Regions from separate parts of the Zea mays genome. Here region 1 is linked to region 2. The links are chromatin contacts, called in public Hi-C maps. All regions are on one chromosome and are shown on one strand. The core of a region is the stretch at or near the end of the contact, and the rest is flanking DNA. Distances in the headings are between cores, read along the strand shown. Region 1 holds the start of LOC101027212. Region 2 holds the start of LOC100193935.

Region 1 (6,089 bases), core at 159-2,658, 210 kb after region 2:
TTGTGGCGTCATCTTGGCGCCAGAGGTGACGCAGAAGAGGACCGACAACAATGACCAGTTCGTCATCCTCGCCACCGTTGGGGTAGCTTTTGTGCCGGCTTGCCTTTAATTCTCTTCGCAAACACACACTTGCCTTTTTGTTTAAGCAAAAGCGTATGGTGGTACATGTCTGATGACTAACGATGTACGAGGGAATTTCTTCCGGTATGTGTGGAACATGCTCTCCAATGATGAGACCATACAAATCGTGACATATATCGAAGTTTGCATGATAATGATGGTTGCAATGTAGTGGTGAAACAGATAGATTATAAATAACAAAAGTTATGTATGGCTAGAATCACAAACTGATTATGAAACATTTTCTCATAACGGTATAACAAACATTTTGTATATAAGTTATCGTAGTATACTGATATTATATATTTCCGTTGCAACGCACGGGCATTCAGCTAGTATATATATATATCCTACTACTAAATAAGAGTGGAGCGTGGGCGCCCTGGCGCGGCCATACCCCCGCCTATCTCTAACTGACATGCTGGCCCCACAAGACACCCGCCTCCACCTCGCAGATGTGTGAGTCAATGGGCCACCCACACCTCGCCTCGCCTCCCCCATGGGTTGCGGCGCCGCGCTAGCCTGGAAGTCCGCTGGGCCCTGGCTGATCTCGTCCCAGACCTCCTCCACCGTCTTCCGGGACGGCGGCGGCGGCAGCGGCAGCGCGAACGACCCTACCGAACCAGTCCCCTCCCTCCTCCTCCTCCTCCTCCTTCGTTCTCACCTGTGCCCGTCGTCGTCGCCACGGGCACCGGCTCCCGATACGCGCCCTCCTTGTTGCAGCCGGCCGTGGCGGCCTGGAACTCCTCGGCGTTCCATATGTTGGCCATGAACTCGTCCATGTTCATGGACCCAAAGTTGCGACCCGGCTCACACAGCGAGTTCTGCAGCTCCTCCAGCGTCAGCGACATGATGGACGACTGCCGCGCCAGCGGATCCACCGCCTGCTGCTGCCGTTGCTCCTCGGCGGCATCGCTGGTCTGGGCGCGCGAGTGCTGCGAGGTGACCTCCTGCTCGTCGAGGGCCTTCACGTTCTTGCTCATCTCCGACGCCATATCTCACTCGACCTACGAGACTGACTCCTTTTTAGCACACTCTCTGCTGATGCGTTGTTGAACGTGACGCGGCACGCGGTCCTTATATGAAAAAAATTATGTACATACCGTATGCAAACACCACATATTTCTACATAAGTTATCGTAGTATTTTATGTTTCCGTTGCAACGCACGGGCAACCACCTAGTATATATATATATATATATATATTTATATTAAGAGCCCTGAGCTCTATATAACTGTGGAGAGCCTTGATCCGAAAAGTCGATTTCGGTTCAGCCCAAACCACAACCGGACAACCCAACCGTAATCCCCCACGCTTGTACGTACATTTTTTCCATCCATTCACCCTAAACTGTCACCTAAAATCTAGGATATATTATTCCCCCAAAACAAACACTAACCGGCCGGCCCAATTCTCACGCGCTCGCCGCCTAGGAGCATTCACGTTGGTGGCGGGCGGTGGCTCGGTTCCTCTCCTCCACCGCACCTCCAAGAATCCACCTCCACGACTAAGCTGACGGCTCGGCGGCGCCATGGCGGTTCACCGGCTCCAACCTTCCCTCTCTGGCCTACAGTGCTCCACCGCCCGGTCGCCAGTGCTCCTCCATGGGCCACGGCTGACGGGTGCACGCACCGGTATGCATCCCTTGCTGCTCTAATTCCCGACGCTCTAGCTCGTGTACCAGATGTGCAGACTGTCGCCTAGCCCTGCTCCGGCGTGAAGGACTTCTGCTTCTGCCCCTGCGCATCCCGCCCTTGGTCGCGCACCTCGGCATGTTCCTCGGCCCGACGGCTACTGTCTTGAGGCATACGGTGGCCGCCCACCTCGTACCCAGTCACCAGATCTCAAGTTCCACCTCAAAATCCAGATCAAGTGAATGCCATGTTTCATCCTTGGTCCAATCGGTTCTTACTGGAATTTGTTGGCAGGCAACGAGCACCCACCACCGGTTAAGTCTCTCCCCTTCGGTCCTTCCTCCCTTTCTTCTGTGTTAAGCCACCGAGCACCCAAGCGGTTTGGCCTGATGCCACATCTCTGGTAGCTACAAACCTACAAGCTTTGACAAAAGATGCTATGATTAGGCCGATACAAAGTTGTTTCTGCTTCTTTATCTCTGTATCATACTAGCACTTATTAGGTTGCAACTCGATTGTTTAGGTACTAGATTTGATCTGATTGTGAATTACCAGATGGTTGGTGCAGGCAGGAGAGGTGGATTTGGTGGACCTAGATTCGATGTGCAGAGAGCGACTTGGAGGTGGCTGACATCTTCAAGCACTGCAACATGCAGTTACAACTACTGTTGGCCATACAGGGAAATGCTGGGCCTATTATACCAATTGTTCAAAGCATGGACCTTGTATAGCTACATGTTTTTATCATAGATATATTAATTTCTGAAATGCCCATATATTGGTATATTTGTGGAAATTTATTGGCCAACTGTAAGCCCGTCGTGATGCACAGAACATTTGTGGTATAAGATTTTTCTGTTGATGTTTGCAGGTTATTTTTCCAGCACTTGACATTCGAGTGAAAAATGTCGCAGGGACATATTCTCTTGAACATAAAGGAGAAAATTATCTCTTCGCACATCAGACAAGGCTTCTACTCTTTCAGAAGGTTTGTTCAGTTGGTTTTTCTATCCTCTAGAATGGTGGACGAGATTTCTATGTCATTGAGATATTTTTATTTGGCCTTGTAGAAAGTCATTTTCAAGAGAATCTTGAACAAAATGACCAGATGTTTAGGCCTGGTTGGAAGGACATTTTTCGAATGAATCAGAGTGAGCTCGAGGCTGAGATTCGAAAAGGTCTCTCGAGATTCTACTCTTGATCCAAGGAGGAAGGCCTATCTGATCCAAAATCTCATGACCAGGTTTGTTATCTAAAAATAAAGTAAATAAGTTGACTGTTATCTCCCCTTAAGAATACATAAAATAAGTCTGTATTATATGTGTTTTAAATTTGTAAATTTTAGCCGTTGGATAGCTGCTCAGCAGAAATCACCACAACCAAGCGTCGAAGGACATAATGGATGTACACGACGACCTGGATGTGTTCCTTCGTACCGAGACCCAGGGAAACAAATATTTGGCTGTGAGCATTACAAAAGAAACTGCAAGCTTGTTGCTGCATGCTGCAATAAGCTATTCACTTGCATATTCTGTCACGATAAAGTTAGTGACCATACAATGGACAGGTATCTTCACCACAACCATTCATTTTACCGTCCACACCTTTCCTGCTGAGGGATGCTTTCAAGGATTTCATTTTAACATCGAACCAATATCAATTAAGCATGGCATTTTATTTGGAAATAGATGTTTGTGGTGGTGCCATGGACCTGTGCGTCCCTTGTGAAATGAATTGATTTTTTGTCATTGAATTTTCTAACTGAAGCTTTTTCATTCGTTTGATTCACTTGAGCTCCCTTAAGTTGTATTGTATTATTTAATCATAAATGCCATCCTTCCTCTTATAGTTATATAATCAAATATTAGTTTTAATCCTATCTGCATGGTTTACAATGTATTGGGTTGTGTCATTGTGTGAAGAATGTTTGGTGGTTAGTCTGACCACATGTGTTAGCTGAATATGAGTGCCGAGCAGTAGCATGCATATAAGTTCCACTGCATTCAATATTTACATTTTTTTCTTATTTCCAGGTAACTCAAGAGGTCCACTTATTGACTCTTATGACCATGTAATTGGTGTTAATACAACTACATTAACACGTAAAGGTGAGTCAAGATTCTCTCATTAAAATATTTGTAGTCAAGATTCTTTTTTGTGATGTTCCAAACTGAAAGAGTGCATCCGGGCTGTTGCTGTGAAAGAAAGTGAAAGATGATGAGGTCAAAAAATGTCTTTACTTGGCAAATATACTTGAAACATAATTTGTTATATTGTATCTAAAATTGAGAAACAGATGGTGGTGAGAAAACATTGCTCTCGCATGATTGGATATTTTTGATCTTCTAATGCTGAAAGAATGCAACATAATATTCTGATACTTGGAATTTATTTGAGTAATTTTAACTAAACCTGTACGTGCTAATGAGACATGCATATAATTACTGCTATATAGTTTGGTAGACCTGACTTTGTGATCATTGTTTCCTGGGTATGCTTATGATTTTTCTGCAATTTATCTGTGCTATACTAGACTTAATCAGTAGTTCCACTGATTTTTAGTCGTTATATTAATAATCTGAATGCTCATGACCAAAGGCCGTTAGTTCGCTGATGAACACAATTTTCGATGTTAGAAGTGGATTGTTGTTTGACTCTAGTTCTTACATTTTGTCTTTCCTTTTGCGGATCTTTTTTACATGGAGAATAGATATCCAGGCTATCAATGTTGTAATCAGTTTTGATTTGATTTTGATGTTCAAATTGTAAATCTTTGTTGCAATATGCATTTTGTTATAATAGAAACAATATAAAGAAAATAGTATAGAGAATAAATGTCATCTGGTACAATTGTATTAGTCTTATCCCTGTTATCATAGCTTTTGCTTTTCCTTAGCCATAATGAATGAGCAAATTAGCATGGGTACCTTATGCTGATTTGCTTCTGTCTTGATGGTTTATTCTCTCATAGGTTGGTAGATCTGGAAGGTCTTGATGGTCTAATACCTGTCTATGAGTACGAAAGAAAAGGCGGGAGAAGTCGGTCTCTGCAGCATCGCGCGTGAAAAAAAATCAGCCAATTCCATGAGCATTGATGTTGTCATGACTTCAAGGAGAGACCATGCTAAGAATAATGCATTATGACATTTGTCAGGCTTACATATCGATTGTTTGATATGGATAGATGTATAGGTTTATGACCAATCCAGTTCAAAGCAATTTGAGTACAAAAGAAATAAGGAGCAGGAAAGCTCTGTACATCTTGCATTTTGCTGTTTTTTTGTCGAAGTTTCAATGTCTGTCGCGTGACAAAATATAGTTGTAATTTATATTTTGGCATGCACGAAACATGTGTATTTATTCATTTTTGAACGAAATTTTACGTCAAATCCTCTATTGCGTTATATACGAAATTTTAACGCGGCATGCACGGAAACTAACACTAAACATGCGTGATTTAAACGTCGTAATTCGTTACGAAACATATCAATGATTTATGCTAAAATTCACATCCATTTACGCTGTTTCGGATCACATTTTACGCAAAAAACTGCCCGAACCAGACCCCGCGCACGATCCGACGTGCGCGATTTTTACGCCGTAATTTTTGGGCCACATTCGTCGTTATGAAACAAAGTTACGATTTATGCTAAAGTTTGTATCCATTTACGTTGTTTTGGTTCACGTTCTACGCAAAAATCCGTCCGAGCCAGAACCCGCGCACGATCGGACGCACGCGATTTTTACGCTGTAATTTTTGGGCCCCGTTCGTCGTTACAAAACAGATATTTGATTTACGCTAAAATTCATAACCATTTACGCTGTTTTGGTTCACGCTTTACGCAAAAATTGCCCGATCCAGAACCCGCGCACGATCGGAAGCGCGCGATTTTTACGCCGTAATATTTGGGCCCATTCGTCGTTATGAAACAGATCTACGATTTACGCTAGAATTTGTACTCATTTACGCTGGTTTGGTCACGTTTTACGCTAAAATCTGTCTAAGCCAGAATCGTGCACGATCGGATGCATATCTACTATGCGTAGGTATACCTGGCTAGGGCTTCCCATGGGCTTACATTAGTTCGTCCCTATATATATATATATATATCCACGGGTATATCCGCAGATTTGTGGCACCTGCGGGTCACGAGTATAGGTATAGGTGCAGCCTGCGGTTTTAAACCCGTGTACGACCATAAATTTGATGTTGGCTTCGCCCCTATTGGTATCAGCTGGTTAGCTGCTCGCTAACTGTCCCTGCCGCATCAAGCTAGCTGACCCGTTAGTAGTTTAGCTTTGAAAATATTTATTCTGAGTGATTATTTTTAGAA
Region 2 (6,279 bases), core at 1,480-3,979:
TGGAGCTAAGACACTGATGCCCATAGGTGGAACATGACTCAGCAACAGCTCGAACAGGTTTCCTCAAATGAGATGATAATGCACACATATAGGGTCTCTTTTGCACAGCTCCAGCTCAAAGACTATTTGGAGCTGGTCATTCCTAGCTCCGGAAAATCTTGGAGTTGGAGCTAAGGACATGCTAAAGGTTTAAATTAAACAATATTGTATTATTTTGGATTAAACACATATGTCTAATCCTTCTATTTTATCCTGAAAACCCAAAACTCTAAATCCTTCATGCATTTCAGAGCAGGAGCTGTGTCAAATAGGGCCATATAGTAACCAAATAAGTTGATCAACAACACATGTTGAGTTGTTGACCATGCATATATGTGAAAGGGGATTGTGACCAAATCCTTTTTTTTCTCGAAAGAGCGCAGGAGGACTGCGCACCCATATATTAAAGTAGAGGGAAAATAAAGGGCCATAATGACCCAAGTACAAGCACTCCTTATGGAGGCCAGAAACAAGCATACACAAAGCTATCCATAAACAAGCCAGAACTTCATGGACAACTCAGACATTGAACCATAACCCAATAAAGATAATGTACAAAACAAAGACAAAATGCCATCAAACAAACTACAGCAGAACAGTACATCAATACAAACATGGTATTTTAAATCTTATACAGTCTAGCACAACGAATTCGGCAATTAAACTCAAAGAACAAAGATGGCATAGGACAAAATCCATCATATTACCCAAAATATCAACTTATCAAGGGACAACAGTCCTACCAAAACTCAAGTCTATTGAAGAGACAAGCCAAATTTTGTGTGGGGACAATGTGGAAAGCAAATAAGAACATTCTATGCCACCCGATAAAATTCAAGTTTCCTTCCATATGTTTAAGGTACAATGCTCCATTTGTAGAAATAATTGTGAGAAGTGCATGATGCACTATTCTAAAAACGTGAAACTTAAAAATATCACAGATGCAGTACAAGATTACAATGTTATATTGCATAGTCATGCAATATTTAGTGTCCTGTTTTGGCACCTACATGGCATCAAATGTGCACCCCCAAAAAAAGGATACAAATTTTGTGAAGATGGAACCCAGGGAACGAATAACTATTAGTGGTTTTGTGTAAATATGAGATCATATGGTCCTACGTTTCACATCTAAGATGCATATTTGAATCAGGTAATTTCATAGAGCAAGATAATTAAGTGGTTTTGTAAATGTCCACTTTGGACTCTCTTTTCCTTCTTAATATAATGATGTGCAGCGTCCAAGAAAAAAAATAGAGCAAGATAATTAATAAGCCAGTAAAACAAACAAACTTTTAATAAAGAGGAATGAATCAATTTTGTTGACCTTAAATCACAAAGCATATAAAAAGCTCTAGGCAGTAAATTAGTATCATTTTTGTACAGATAATTACAAACATCAGTGTTCAATGGATCACTATATCTTAATGTTTTTCTAAAAAGAAGTTAATCGTTGAAGTTATTGGTTATAGATAGTGAAACCCAACATGAAAATTATGTACGAGCGCCAAAAGTATAAAACCGAACTTAGTCATGCTAGCTGCAGCAGAGCCCACAAAGAAACAATCAAACTTCAGAAATTTCAACAAAAGAGCTATAGCATCAAATATTTAATTGCATGAAAGCATTAACCCATCACCACTGTTAAGTACCTCGGTTCTCGAATATTTATCACCCGCTAGTTCATTTTTGAACTAAAACGCGACAAATAAAAAAGAACGGAGGGAATATTAACCTAAGAACCATCTAGAACTATCAGTAATTCAAGCTAATAAATTTTCCTCTCATTTCAGGATTGCAATACCCATAGTAAGTTGCAATTGTTGCTTAGGGCTAGTTTGGGAACTACATTTTCCTAAGGGATTCCTATTTTTCCAAGGGAAAAACTAATTTCCCTTGGTAAAATGAAAATCACATGGAAAAATTGGCTTCCCAAACTAGCCCTTAACAGTTTAACAAATTTCAATTGCTTGTGGAGACCACCATGAATGTACAAGCATTACCTTCCATTAGTCCGTACACAGGCAAAGATTCTACATGATACTCCTTTCCATCTCCGAACCATTCGAACCCAGAAGATGACGATGGAAAGAAAGTGAAATCGACCGTAGTGCCGTATGCTCACCTGCTTCTTCTCGAGGAACATGCCGGAACTGGTGCGCACCTCACTCTGGACACTCTTACCGGACTTGTTGTCCGCCACCATAGACTTCTCCAGCTTGTCCTTGGCCTTCAACCAATCAAACACCGAATCAACCAACTAACCAACGAATCAAAGCATACATCACAAGCCAATCCACCCAGCCTCGGGCACTCACCAGCGCGATGAGGTGGTCGCACTCCGCATCCAACAGGAAACCCTTGTGCAAGAACGCCCTAATAGACATACGAAATCACACAGCCATCAAACTCCCGCGTGACCTAGGGTTTGGCGAAGGAGAGAGCAGAGTGGGAGGGAGATCAGATCGCCACCTGGGGCGCCAAGAGAGTTGAACCACGCGGGATGGGTCGAAGGAACCAGCGCCCCGGCTCGCCGCAGAAGCGCATCCGGTGAGGAGCGCGAGCACAGCCGCGAGACGGAGGTGGCTGCAGAAATCCATGGCGCGGCGAGATGGGAAGGCGACGAGCGGCCGGTGTGGCACTTGAACTGGGGGAGAAGAAGCGTGCGTGGGGTTAACGTTGACCGTCCAGACGCCCAAGCGATGTCAGACTCTGACAGCGGGTCCGGCAATACGTGGATCCGAACGAAGAATGGAGAGGGTGACTAGATGAAAAGGGACAGGTTAGACCGTTAGAGCAACTCCAGTAGTTCTCTAAAAGACTTTCTAAATCAATAATTTAGGTAGTTACATGAAAACTATTCTCCAACAGTTCTCTAAACGAACTTTTTAAATTTAACAACTTGTCATCTAACCTCATTTTCTCTCTACATTTAGCAACCATTTAACAAATCCCTAAACAAAAATATTGACTGCATTATATAGTTTTTGTGACTTGTTTTTTATGTGGATAAATACAAAACAAAATTACAACCTATATTTAGAGAACTATTGGAGAACTTATATTTTTTACTTCAAAAGACATTTAGCAACTTCTTAAATCTATGATTTAGAGAGCTAAAATTTACATAACTATTGGAGTTGCTCTTATAGAGCATTTCCATAGCTCTTTAAAACCTTAATTTTAATCTTTATTTTATGGCTAGTTTGGCAACCCTATTTTTTAAGAGATTCTAATTTTATCAAGAAAAAATAAACTTATTTTTCTTAATAAAATAAAAAATTCTTTGAAAAAGAGTGTTGCTAAACTAGTCTTAGAGAAAAAGAAAAAAACAGCACTCAACTGTTTTTTATCGGTGCTCCCAAACTTGAAAATATCTATTTGCGGCATAAATATTTGTCACCCACCAACTCCTTATTTGATGTAGGTTTCGTATTCTCGCTCTATCGAGACTTAGCTGACACGTGTGATCAGGCGAGTCCAAACACTCGAGATGAGGAACACAGATGCACAACAAAACAGTAAATAGGAATTGTAGTGTCTTGTTAAGCGTGTCCTATTGTCACACCCGGTTCTAGGGGTAGAACCGAGCGCATACCATATGTGTGCCAGGATCCTTTTCCACACATATGTTGACATCACAAGTGTAATATATCAAAAGACAATGCAATAAAGGCGTAAAGAGAGTATAATACTTTATTACATCATCTGAAACATTGTATCTTTAACAAGTATCACATCAAAGTAAAGCGGAAATAAACAACTGGGCAATCTCCCACAGGAAGATGACCGGCGCATCGTTAGACTTAGTATTCATCGTCGTCGATAAAATCTCCATCAAAGTCTCCAGCATCACCCTCTGATCAAAATATTAGCAAGGGTGAGCTCACTTATGGTCGGGGCTCAGCAAGTGGGGGAAAAACTAATGCAGGTATAACAAGGTGAGGCTAAGGTTGAGCAGTAAGCATTTTAATTGGTCAACATTTTATTAACAACACCTGTCTTACTAATAAGTGTGAATCCCACATATCCCATTTAAACAAAGGAATATGAATCTAGCAAAAACACTTAAGTGAAAACCACTTAAGCAAATTATTGGCAGATCATCGGATCTCAATTTATGTCCATCTTTAAGTTCAATTATCATGTGAGGAGTCCAGGTCGCTCATAACCGGGAGCACGGCTGATATATCAGTTTTACACTCTGCAGAGGTGGTACAACTTTACCCACAAGCCATGTATCCCATCTAGCCCGGGTTGATCGGACCCTTAGACACTGCCGAGGTGAATGGCTAGGGATCCATTATGAGGTTTTCACAAAACACACTTAATACAAAGCAACCCGCTAAGGTTTCTAAGACGATGGTGGTGGCCCCCTGGGTGAAGTACCTTAGCCAAGAATACGACCCCATGTTAACGTGGGCTGCCAGCACCTACCGCTCCCCCTCTTGCCAATCTTTCAGGTAAGGTTGCTAGGCACTAAGTGAAAGGGAATTAGGCTTACACCTAGTTCGTAAATAATTTTGGTGGTTGAATTGCCCAACACAAATAATTGGACTAACTAGTTTGCCCAAGTGTATAGATTACACAGGTGTAAAAGGTTCACACTTAGCCAATAAAAAGACCCAGTTTTGGATTCAACAAAGGAGCAAAGGGGCAACCGAAGGCACCCCTGGTCTGGCGCACCGGACTGTCCGGTGCGCCACCGGACATGTCCGGTGCACCAGGGGGACTCAGACTCAAACTCGCTACCTTCGGGAATTCCCTGAGGCGACTCGGCTATAATTCACCGGACTGTCCGGTGTACACCGGACAGTGTCCGGTGCGCCAAGGGTGGTCGGCCTCAGGAACTCGCCAGCTTCGGGAAACTCCAACGGCTAGTCCACTATAATTCACCGGACTGTCCGGTGTGCACCGGACTGTCCGGTGCGTCTCCGGAGCAACGGCTACCTCCGCGCCAACGGCTCTCTGCGGTGCAATAAATGCGCACGCAGCGCGCGCAGATGGCAGGCGTGCCCATACTGGCACACCGGACAAGGAACAGTAGTTGTCCGGTGTGCACCGGACACCCAGGCGGGCCCACAAGTCAGAAGCTCCAACGGTCAGAATCCAACGGCAGTGATGACGTGGCAGGGGGCACCGGACTGTCCGGTGCGCCATCGAACAGACAGCCTTCCAACGGCCACTTTTGGTGGTTGGGGCTATAAATACCCCAACCACCCCACCATTCATTGCATCCAAGTTTTCCACTTCTCAACTACTACAAGAGCTCTAGCATTCAATTCAAGACACACCAAAGAGATCAAATCCTCTCCAAACTCCACACAACGCCATAGTGATTAGAGAGAGTGATTTGCTTGTGTTCTTTCGAGCTCTTGCGCTTGGATTGCTTTCTTCTTTCTTGATCCCTTCTTTGCAATCAAACTCACTTGTAATTGAGGCAAGAGACACCAATCTTGTGGTGATCCTTGTGGGAACTTTGTGTTCCAAGTGATTGAGAAGAGAAAGCTCACTCGATCCGTGGATCGTTTGAGAGAGGGAAGGGTTGAAAGAGACCCGGCCTTTGTGGCCTCCTCAACGGGGAGTAGGTTTGCAAGAACCGAACCTCGGTAAAACAAATCCGTGTGTCTCACTTCGTTATTTGCTTGCGATTTGTTTTGCGCCCTCTCTCGCGGACTCGTTTATATTTCTAACGCTAACCCGGGTTGTAGTTGTGTTTATATTTGTAAATTTCAGTTTCGCCCTATTCACCCCCCCTCTAGGCGACTATCAATTGGTATCAGAGCCCGGTGCTTCATTAGAGCCTAACCGCTCGAAGTGATGTCGGGAGATCACGCCAAGAAGGAGATGGAGACCAGCGAAAAGCCCACTACAAGCCACGGGAGCACTTCATCGGAAGAGTCCCGCACCAAGAGGAAGGAGAAGAAGAAGGACTCCTCCAAACGGAAGGAGAAAAAGTCTTCCTCTTCTCACCACAAAGAGAAGAAGGAAAAGTCTTCTTCCCACAAACCGCATCGGAAAGGCGACAAGCACAAAAGGATGAGGAAGGTGGTCTACTACGAGACCGACACTTCATCATCATCGACCTCCGACTCCGATGCGCCCTCCGTCACTTCTAAGCGCCAAGAGCGCAAGAAGTATAGTAAGATCCCCCTACGCTACCCTCGCATTTCCAAACATACACCTTTACTTTCCGTTCCATTAGGCAAACCACCAACTTTTGATGGTGAAGATTACGCT

Evidence for each region. A called contact is a pair of places that touch in the nucleus more often than the background predicts.
Region 1: a Hi-C map of leaf mesophyll shows a contact between it and region 2, with 2.9 times the contacts expected there. The contact joins the promoter of LOC101027212 here to the promoter of LOC100193935 in region 2. A contact is called at or near these places in 3 of 25 Hi-C or Micro-C datasets (ear, leaf and leaf mesophyll).

What each region holds. Positions count from the first base shown.
Region 1 is chr5:35,730,037-35,736,125 of Zm-B73-REFERENCE-NAM-5.0, forward strand. LOC101027212 reads left to right here and starts at 1,409. Exons shown (of 6, transcript XR_002262229.2): 1 at 1,409-1,755; 2 at 2,311-2,743; 3 at 2,826-2,998; 4 at 3,101-3,322; 5 at 3,789-3,863; 6 at 4,727-5,144. It overlaps LOC111589465 (small nucleolar RNA snoR2/U65), which reads left to right and starts at 2,139; the gene lies at 2,139-2,289. It also overlaps the pseudogene LOC103628133.
Region 2 is chr5:35,523,015-35,529,293 of Zm-B73-REFERENCE-NAM-5.0, forward strand. LOC100193935 reads right to left here and starts at 2,730. Exons shown (of 7, transcript NM_001139005.1): 1 at 2,512-2,730; 2 at 2,358-2,415; 3 at 2,165-2,269. The coding sequence starts at 2,639.